2 separate regions of the Sus scrofa genome follow, and region 1 is linked to region 2. A link is a contact called in public Hi-C data. All regions are on one chromosome and are shown on one strand. The core of a region is the stretch at or near the end of the contact, and the rest is flanking DNA. Distances in the headings are between cores, read along the strand shown.

The links. Hi-C and Micro-C count contacts between places; a contact is called where the count stands out from the background.
Region 1: a Hi-C map of undifferentiated spermatogonia shows a contact between it and region 2, with 2.2 times the contacts expected there. The contact joins two enhancer-like sites. A contact is called at or near these places in 3 of 47 Hi-C or Micro-C datasets (fetal skeletal muscle, heart right ventricle and undifferentiated spermatogonia) and 1 of 2 datasets of contacts at active chromatin or transcription factors (skeletal muscle).

What each region holds. Positions count from the first base shown.
Region 1 is chr18:46,733,315-46,737,803 of Sscrofa11.1, forward strand. LOC102165006 (a long non-coding RNA gene) reads right to left here. Exons shown (of 6, transcript XR_002340479.1): 4 at 1-90. Among named protein-coding and RNA genes, the nearest start is that of MIR148A, 320 kb to the left of the region's middle. Within about 2 kb of position 2,502, at least 3 of the 83 cell types and tissues checked have an H3K27ac peak or open chromatin away from gene starts, as enhancers often do. A contact at or near this core is called in undifferentiated spermatogonia, where this site is marked.
Region 2 is chr18:46,505,511-46,509,694 of Sscrofa11.1, forward strand. No RefSeq gene overlaps it. Among named protein-coding and RNA genes, the nearest start is that of MIR148A, 92 kb to the left of the region's middle. Within about 2 kb of position 2,376, at least 24 of the 83 cell types and tissues checked have an H3K27ac peak or open chromatin away from gene starts, as enhancers often do. A contact at or near this core is called in undifferentiated spermatogonia, where this site is marked.

The sequences.
Region 1 (4,489 bases), core at 1,252-3,751, 230 kb after region 2:
TCACGTAAATCTGTGTTCCAAACGTCACATGCCGAAGGGGAAGTGAACAGGTCTGTCTTATTCTCCAGCATTGATGATGAAGGCCGAATTCTAGGGAGAAGCAAATGAGGAAAAGAAGAAGTTAAATCTCTTGGAGGATATGACTGTTCCGGTGTCTGCCCATTGGCCTGATGTATTTTAAACCTGCAACGTCTGAAATCTCCGTTCCCTTCTTTTGGACCCTCCATCACATGAAGCTGACCTACAGGTGTTTACAAGATCCCTACTCTGTGTAGCCCTCCGTCCTGTCCATCCACGCCTGACGTCCAGCCCTTCCCCACAAAGGCCCATTCTAATTTCACCAATGGTCGGCTCCACTTGCCACAATCCTGTCAAGGCAGACAAATGAAACATGTCAGGAGACATGTGGAAGAAAAGAGTTACTGATTTACTGTGGAACTTTTTATGGATAAGAGTTATTTCTCTTGGCCTGGTACCTGCTCTTGAAGCTTGATCACATTTCAAGGTACTGCAGCCATTTACTCAAATATTCTAGGTCCTCAGATGTTAGGGTGCACGTGTCTGTTTGTGTGCGTGCATGTCTGAATGCGGTTGGAAAGCCACAGCAAGGCTGTTGATTGCAAAGCAGGAACAAAGGGGAAAAGTCAAGGCTCCCTCCCACCCTCACCTCTAATGATTATCAGCATCACTGCGGCTCTTTTGTTTGGGAAAAGGACTTAGGGTCACTTTGCAACGAAAAAAAAGTCTTTAGCGTGCACAAGTTTGAAAACATTGTCCTATTTATTTGGAGAAGTATACAGAAAGCTCTTTTCCCCTCTAGTTTGGTTTGCAAATAGAATGTTTTTGTGTCTATCTCCGTGGTGTCGTGCTTTACTGAAAAAAAAGACCGAGTGGTATGGGAAGGTCAGATTTGGGGGTGATGATTCTCCCTCTAGCTTTTCAGATGTCACAACCAGATGAAGGATAATTTAAGGAGCACAGAGCCGGGTGATGGGTCTTGCAGAGCTGCCTGTCTGTTGGACCTGGAGGAAAGCTTATCCCCAGCAAGGTAATTTATGACAGAAGACGATCTTGGCTCCCTGCAGGCAGCACAACCTAGGTTCTGCGAAGAACTTCTGCTTTATTGAGAGAGCTGTAAGGCTGGAGACGGGATAAGTTATGGCTTTCCAGTGGCTTTCCCCTTTCTCCCTTTCCTTGTTGGGGTTGTTATTTATTATTTGTGGGTAGGGACGAGAGGGTTCACTTTGCCAACTTCTGAACCTTCTCTAGATTCATGGCTCTGAATTTCGAACTGTCCCTGAACTTTCCTGCTCTCAAGTTCCTGTTCTCTCAGCCCTCTGCAGTGTCCTGCCGTGAATGGAGAAAACTCTAAAAGGCTTATTTTAAAAGGCTGAAGTATTTTCTTAAACATCAAATAGCACTAAAAAAAAAAAAAAGCAACCTATTATGATGAGTCAAGTGTAAATGAATTGAAAACACATGCTTCACATCTCCCCCAGTGTATGCGGCAGGTTCATGGCTGAATTACTATTCGGCTTTCTTGGATTCAAAGTTGATATAAAATGATGGGACAAGAGATGAGCCCAGACACATTAGTTCTTTTGGTTTCTACTGCTTCGTTCTTTATTTAATATAAAATGGCCTTGGGTTGCGCTCTGAAAGCTGGAGAGAAGAGGAAAGAGTGGGAGATATTTATAAGCAGCTTTTGCCAAGTGAGAACTCTATTAGGAAATAGGGCATTTTGGCTAAAGAATTAAATTCTTGATTTAATGGCTGTAACATTAGGAGGTAGAACTCGCTTTGAAATCTGGGCAGCTTTGCTCCCACTACGTTGGAGCCCTTCTCGTCACCTTCACGCCTGCAGCTCATTTGGCGCTTGCTTCCCAAGCTTCAAGTCCTGTCCTTAAGAACCCTGAGAGGTTATTTGGGTCTAGTACTTTCTACGGCCAGTCACCTTAAATATGCCTTTCTGAAAGGGAGCCCTGCGGGTGCACAGTCAGCTCTGCAAAGGCAGCCTGGGATGAACCAGAGGAAATTCTCAGAAGTCCTGCTCTTCCTTGTGGTCCCTGTGTTCAGGGGTGTCCAGGGCTGCTTCAACCTCAGGAGACCAACGTGGGAGCAGAGCAGGCTTCTGGGAGCGCGCGTACCCGTATGCGGCCAAGTTTAAGAACTGTCTGCCCAGCGAATGTCTTGGCGGCTGGACAACAAACGCACATCTGATGCCTGTGGGAAGACACCCTGCAATGTGTGTTTGTGAGAGAAGCCGCGAGGCCACAAACCAGACAGAACCACAAAAGAACGTTTACTTTTGCGGCTCGCATTCCCCGTCGTGCTTTTGGGAAAACTACTTGCCATGTTCTATGCATCTGCTCCGTTTCCCCACTTGTCAAGAAAGCTGGGCTCGCCACTTGCCGCCACCCTGCGGGCTGGAGGTAGGGCGATTGGGAGAACGCCTAGAGAGCTCAGGGCTCCCCGGGGCAACATCGAGCAGAGCACCCACGCAAAGCGCCAAGCACCAGCGGGACAGACCCTCAGAAGGAAACGTAGGTACATTTCGCCACCCGCTCCAAACATGCGTTCGACTCCCGCGTGGAGGGGGAAACGCAGTTGCTGAGTTACTCTGAGATGACGGAATGTGCCGAAAAGAAACTGCCAGCAAAACCCCTTTGCCCAGCCTGGCCCCGAGGTCCCGCTGCCAGCGGGGATTATCTAAAGCGGGTGTCCTTAGAGAACGCAGGAATTCTCTTCCACCACAGACTGCTGAAACCTTCCCATGCCACTGTTCTAAAAGCTGCAGAGAATTAAAAACAGAAGCTTTCTGGAGGAAGAGAGGGTCCTTTGGGGGCACTTTGTTCGCTTTGGTTTCTACCCCCTCCCTGGAATATGCAGGAAAAACCGGGAGAAGTCGGCGCTCCGAGCCCAGACCTTCGCAGAGACGAAACCCCTCACGCCGACGCGGAGGGCGAGGAACGCTTTCTGGGTTCTGGTTTTATAATCACTTCTGTTTATAGTAGGAAAGAAATAGCCCCCTTCTTGAATTCAGCAATGTAGTCTTTTCTTAATGGTTCCCCTCCTTACACAAACACTATAGGGCCTAGTCCTTCAATAGGTTATTATTGCGCAGCTAATGTGAAATACAGACCAACGCTGTCAGTTGAATGGGGTGACTGTCACCAGGGTAAGAGTGCCATTCAGACAGAGGAAGTGACAACTGCAAACGGTGGCCACCAGAGTCAAAACAGTGGATGGAATGGGTGGGGAGCATAATGGCTCCTGAAAGTTCACGAGAGGGTATGAAGGATTTGCCTGGTATTTGGGGCCACTGGTTTCTGGAGCACTGATTTAAGTCCCTGAGGTCCTAAGAAAATGAGGAGGAGGAAAGATGTTGGATCTCAGGGTAGTCTTTAGCTGTTGTCTCTCTCACACACACAGACACACACACACACACAGACACACACACACACACACACACACACAGCAGTACGACTTATTTCCTGAGCTCAAATTATATAAAACACCAGAACTACACCAGGAAAAGAAGAATTCCAAGTGTCCCCCAAAACTGTCTGAAAGAAAGTGGCTTTTGGTTGGTTGGTTGTTTAATCAGGGATCCTAGTGGGTTGTCTGACCCTGGGACTTTCAGCCTTTTCTCAGAAATCCCTGTGGAGAAAGGGACCCACGAAGCACGTAAATCAATGCACAGATTCTGAACACACTGGCTTAAACGGGGGTTCACCGCGCCCTCCCTGCCTTGGCTCAGCAGCAGAGCAGAGGCTGCCCTTGGTTTCCTTCTTCCTCAGTCCCTGCCTGGCACTGGGGATGTTGTGTGGCCCCTGGCACGACGCTCCGGTGGCCCTGCCGTGGGAGGGCCCGTTTTCCCGTCTAGGGGCAGCACGCTGAGCTGGGTCTCTCTGCGCCCAGCGGAGGCCTGTGCAATGTACAAGATGCCGAGCGGCTAGACCTTAGCTACCCTACCTACACTCCCAGGGGAAAATGTCTTTTGTCTTTCTGCAGTGAAGAGGGATTATGAGAAATGTCCCCCCTCGCCTTACCCCACAAGGGCGACATGAAAATGGAAAAGTTAATGTTTTTGATGGGCGCTGTCGTACGCAGGTGACAGACAAAGCAACACGATGTCTACTGTTACGGTTCCTGCCATGTCCCAGGGTGCTACTGCTGTCTCCTTCTCACATCACAGGGGTAAGAATGGTCCCCTGTGGAAAAGCCAATGGTGCAGACTGCAGATGAGAAAATTCGTGGGGCCACACAAGACAAATTTCAAATTAGTTTCCTTGGGCGCTGGTCATGCTTCAATCCCACATGAGGAAAATCTGTGAATTCAGCTACCTTGAAAATAATGGAATGGGCATGGAAGGGCTGGGACAGACCTAAATATTTTAATTAATATTTCAAGAAATGCAAAACGTAGCTAGCTCATGAATATTTGATTTATGTAGCCCTGTGCTACGGTAGCCACGGGCTGCATGTG
Region 2 (4,184 bases), core at 1,126-3,625:
TAATCTTTGGAGAAAGGGGCTCTTTCCTTCCTTGATTTCAAAAGGACGAGATTTACAAAGCTTTTCCAGACACAGATGGTCGGTAAATTTAGTTTCTTCAGCGAGATTCCGCATGGAACCGCCAGATGGCATAAGGATCGCCTTACAATCTCAGTTTACCCTCCCCCCCCCACCTCGTAAGAAATTTAGAAAAATTGAACACCAAACACTTTTATATTTTATAGCTAAATGAAGTGAGAATGTACTAGCACTCTTAAGGAGCTACATATTACGAAAATAAGCTTTGCTGGTTGCTTTAATGTGAAACTACCTCCTGAGATTTTGCCCAAGAAAGTTTGCAAGTAAAATACGCATCCAGTGAAAGTGTTTGCAAAAACATTTCCTTCAGGCAAAGTGTGCACCGTAAGCACAGCTTCACGCGAGTTAAAAGTATAGGAGCAAAAAGGTTATTAAGAAGGGTAAGAAGTGTTGTGTGCAGGATTTCTTGGGATTAAAATGAGATCGAAGGTGAATCTAAACTCAGCAAGTGGTCTTCCCGGGAGCGGAGCTCGGTTGGACCAGTGGGGCCGAGGTCGGATCGAGCTGCAGTTAGAGCAGCGTGGCTTTTTAAAAAGATTCTTTTTGGGGTACTGATTACAGATAGGGAAGACTTTCCATTCACAAATCGCTGTAGTCGGAGGCGTCGCCTTTGTTTAGCCAACCCGGGGCGGTGGCTTTGGGGATAAGACCCTATAAAGTATAGACCTCGGCACCTCATGCCTTCTTTAGGAGTTTATCTGTTTTTCTGTTTGGGTTTAACAGGAAGAGAGGGGTTCATGTCGCCCATACTTGAAGGCCAGACTTAGAGCTCATGGTATTTGCACAGGGGAGAAGGGAAGAAAGGAGAAAATACCCAAGTAAAGTAACAAGCCCATTTAGAAGTTGGCGCCCTTTTCATGGGAAACATCATGTTTTCTCCACTTATTTATACAAGCGGGACAATTGTAGTTTCCTTTCCATCATTCTACCCTATAATCTTGCATTTTAGAATTACAGTCAACAGTTAAAAATAGGTCTTAAGCTGGCATTTTTATTTTAAAAAATATTTCTGAAAATAGCCATTACGCCATCACCTTACAAAAAGGCGGATTCATTTGGTTTGTTGCTTGTGCTTTGCTGACTTTTGTTTGGCCAGAAAGTAATGGTTAGGGTGCCCACGTGAACTCACGTCTTCCCTGGCATTCTAATTGTGGGTCATTGCCTAGCTAACGCCATCCTTAGTGTCGGCAGGAGGAGAATCTGTACGTTTTCACCCTTTCGCGTTTCTAGGGATCAGCTTCACAAGCTGTAGGTAGGAAAACGCATCACATCCAGCCGCATAAACGTACGAGAATTGAATAAAATTATATTTTACTTTAGAACTACCAGTTCGGATTTGTTGGTTCAAGTTGGACCATAGGTTTATTTTATGTCATTACTTGCACATCGCCCCGTCCCCCAAGCGAAGTACGATCAGAGAGCATCATACAGAGGCTAAAGAAAAATTTTTAAAAATATATTGAGGGCGCGCTTATTTTTCTTAGGTAGTTAAGAGAGAGGTAGGGAAAGGCAGAGGTAGTTGACAGCAATGTCAACTCAGGTCATTTGGAAGAGAACCTTAAGTTTCTAAGGACAGTCTCACTGATCTCTTTTGCTTTCTGTGCTGCAAAGGGAGCAAGTTGTGTTTAAGCAGAGGTGGGGCCTAGGGGCTCTCCCGGAGCTAGCAGCTCCATTCCCTAAATTCTGTGTCTAAGCCGGGCCAAAGTTGCGAATTTGGCGCCCACGTGCGACGGGACCGCAGCTTTCGGGTGCTGGGCTGGCCCGCGTGGAAAAGGCCCGGGGACTGCGTGGCGGGCGCGCGGGGCACCGGTCCCAGGGGAGAGGGATGCCCAGCTCTCCTTGGAGCTCAGTTCCTGGCGAAAAGGTGGTGGGGGGGGGCGGAGGCAGGAAGCAGTTTGGCCGCCTGTCCCCGCAGCCCAGCCGGCTCGGGAAGTTGAGGCCGGCGGTCCTCCCTGGCCCCTGGCCCCTTCCCCCTGCGCCGCCCCTGCCCGCGCTCCTCTCCCCTTTCAGGGCCTCTTCCGGGCTGAGCCTAGGGAGTCGGTTTCCCCGGTCGAAGTGATTTCGCTCGAGTCGGCCCGGCGCGGTTGTAAATCAATCCCCACCCCCCTGGCCGCCCTCCGGAGCCGGGGCGGGGGCTCCAGGACGCCGGGGGCGCCGGGCCCGGCTCGCGGCCACCCGAGGCCCGCGGCCGCAGCTGGATCGGCCGCCTCGGGCGCGGCGGCGGGGGTTAAAGGCAGTGAATCAATCAATCAGCCCACGCCGCCCTCCCCGAACCCCCGAGCACTGCCCGCTGGGCCTGCTTAGTGTCTCGCCCACCAGCCTGCCTGGGGTCTGGGAGGCCGGTCTGGGCCGCTGCGGGGTCCGGGGGCGCCGCCCGTTCCCACCAGGGGCCAAGGTGGCCTGAAAGCCGCCCCACACCGTTTCCCCCCCCCCACCCCCGGCAACGGAGGCAATTCAGGCCGACGACAACATTGTCGCGACCCTCGTCCCCTCGTTAGCTCATTCCCACCAATCCTCTAGCAGAATAAAGCCCACTCTTCAATCTTTCCCGCGGCTTGAACCCCCAAACTCTGTCATCCCCCAAAGAGCGGCGCGACCGGGGGTAGAGAGGTTAGGCCGTAGAAGACAAGGACCCAAGCCAGTCGCATTATCTCTCTGGGATTCATCTTCTCGTCTGTAAAATCAAAGGGATGTTTTAAGATCTGCATTTTTTCCCCCTATGTAGTTTTGATTGGAGTGGAGAAGCCCGAACCGTTTTGGCTGGATGGGTTTGAGGAAGTTCCCTTTCCCTCCAAGTATATAGTTCCTCCTTCCCCTCTCCCACACCGGAGTTGGCACCGGGGCGTCCCGGAGAGGGGCTCCAGCCGCCAAGGGAGGGACCCTTGAACCTTTGAGAGACTGAGCCCTTAGCCGTGTTCGTTTCGGAGACGCCACCAGGGGGCGATAGAGCCCAAGGATAGAGCCTCAAGGCCCTAGGAGCTCTTTCCAAAAGTTTGTCAAACTTGGAGTTGATTCTTTTTTCTGTTTGTGTGACTTGTAAATGGCGCAGAGCTATTTCTCTTAAGGTTCCATTTGGTCATCAACGCTGGATGCTGTACGAGGTTCATGGGGAATCAAGTACAAAAGCATTAATGAGGAACAGGCTGGCACACCCTCAAGACCCAGCGGCCCCGCAAAATGCAGTGACTGTGCAAAGCGCTAACGCTAACTTTGAACGCAAAACTCGGGTTCTGAGGCCATGCATACTTTAGTGGGCTCGCAGGCTCCGAGCAAGCAATGGAGGCAAAGGCCAAAAGGCATTGAAACAGCGAGGACACACACATCAGGTTCATGTTGGGATAGTGAATGGGGTGGGGGGAGGCTGATGGGGTGGGAGAATACAGAAGAAAGTAGTTGAGAGAGACATTCTCAGGTTGGGAGAGGAGGCGGAGATGGTTTAGGTTAGAGAGTCCCAGTGCAACGACCTTCCTAAGTTCTGGAAAGTTTCTATCTGCGTATGAAAGAGAAGAGCCACCCACACCCCTGCTCTCGCCTCCAAAGGCAGCGTGGATAGTTCTTTCATTTGTTTCCTGCGAAGGTTTTACAATGCGGATTACCCGGGTCTCAGAGGAAACTGGGACGTGTTAGCTGCACACAGCCAAAGGATCTTTAAGACGTGTTAGGCTGAACTATCCTCTTTTCCCATGTGGAAGCCTCTTGGATTGTGTTTTGCTTTCAAAGTCCATAAATGTTTTTATTAAACTATTTCTTTCTTGTGGCCCCTGTGCCTATAACGTACTTGCGGTGTATGTAAACGCTTCCATTTTGGTCCTCCTTTAGGGAAACTTTGTAACTCCGCAGTAAATATTTGCTCTAGGGTAAACGTTGGCAAGCAAGAGCCCAAGTCCAAAATCTGGTTTCACTGCATGTGTTTGTGTGCACGCGTTTATGTTTCAGCAGCGTCTGTGTATGTATCGGAAAGTTTGCGGGAGAGCTTGGTATTTCCATTCCCTTGCTGCACGTGGGGAGGTAATAGTGACAGTAATTAGATGATATTCTAAAACGAACCAATTCTCTCTCAGATTTGTTCTTCCTTGGGTCCTGCCCGTCCCCTTCCCTCCAATCAT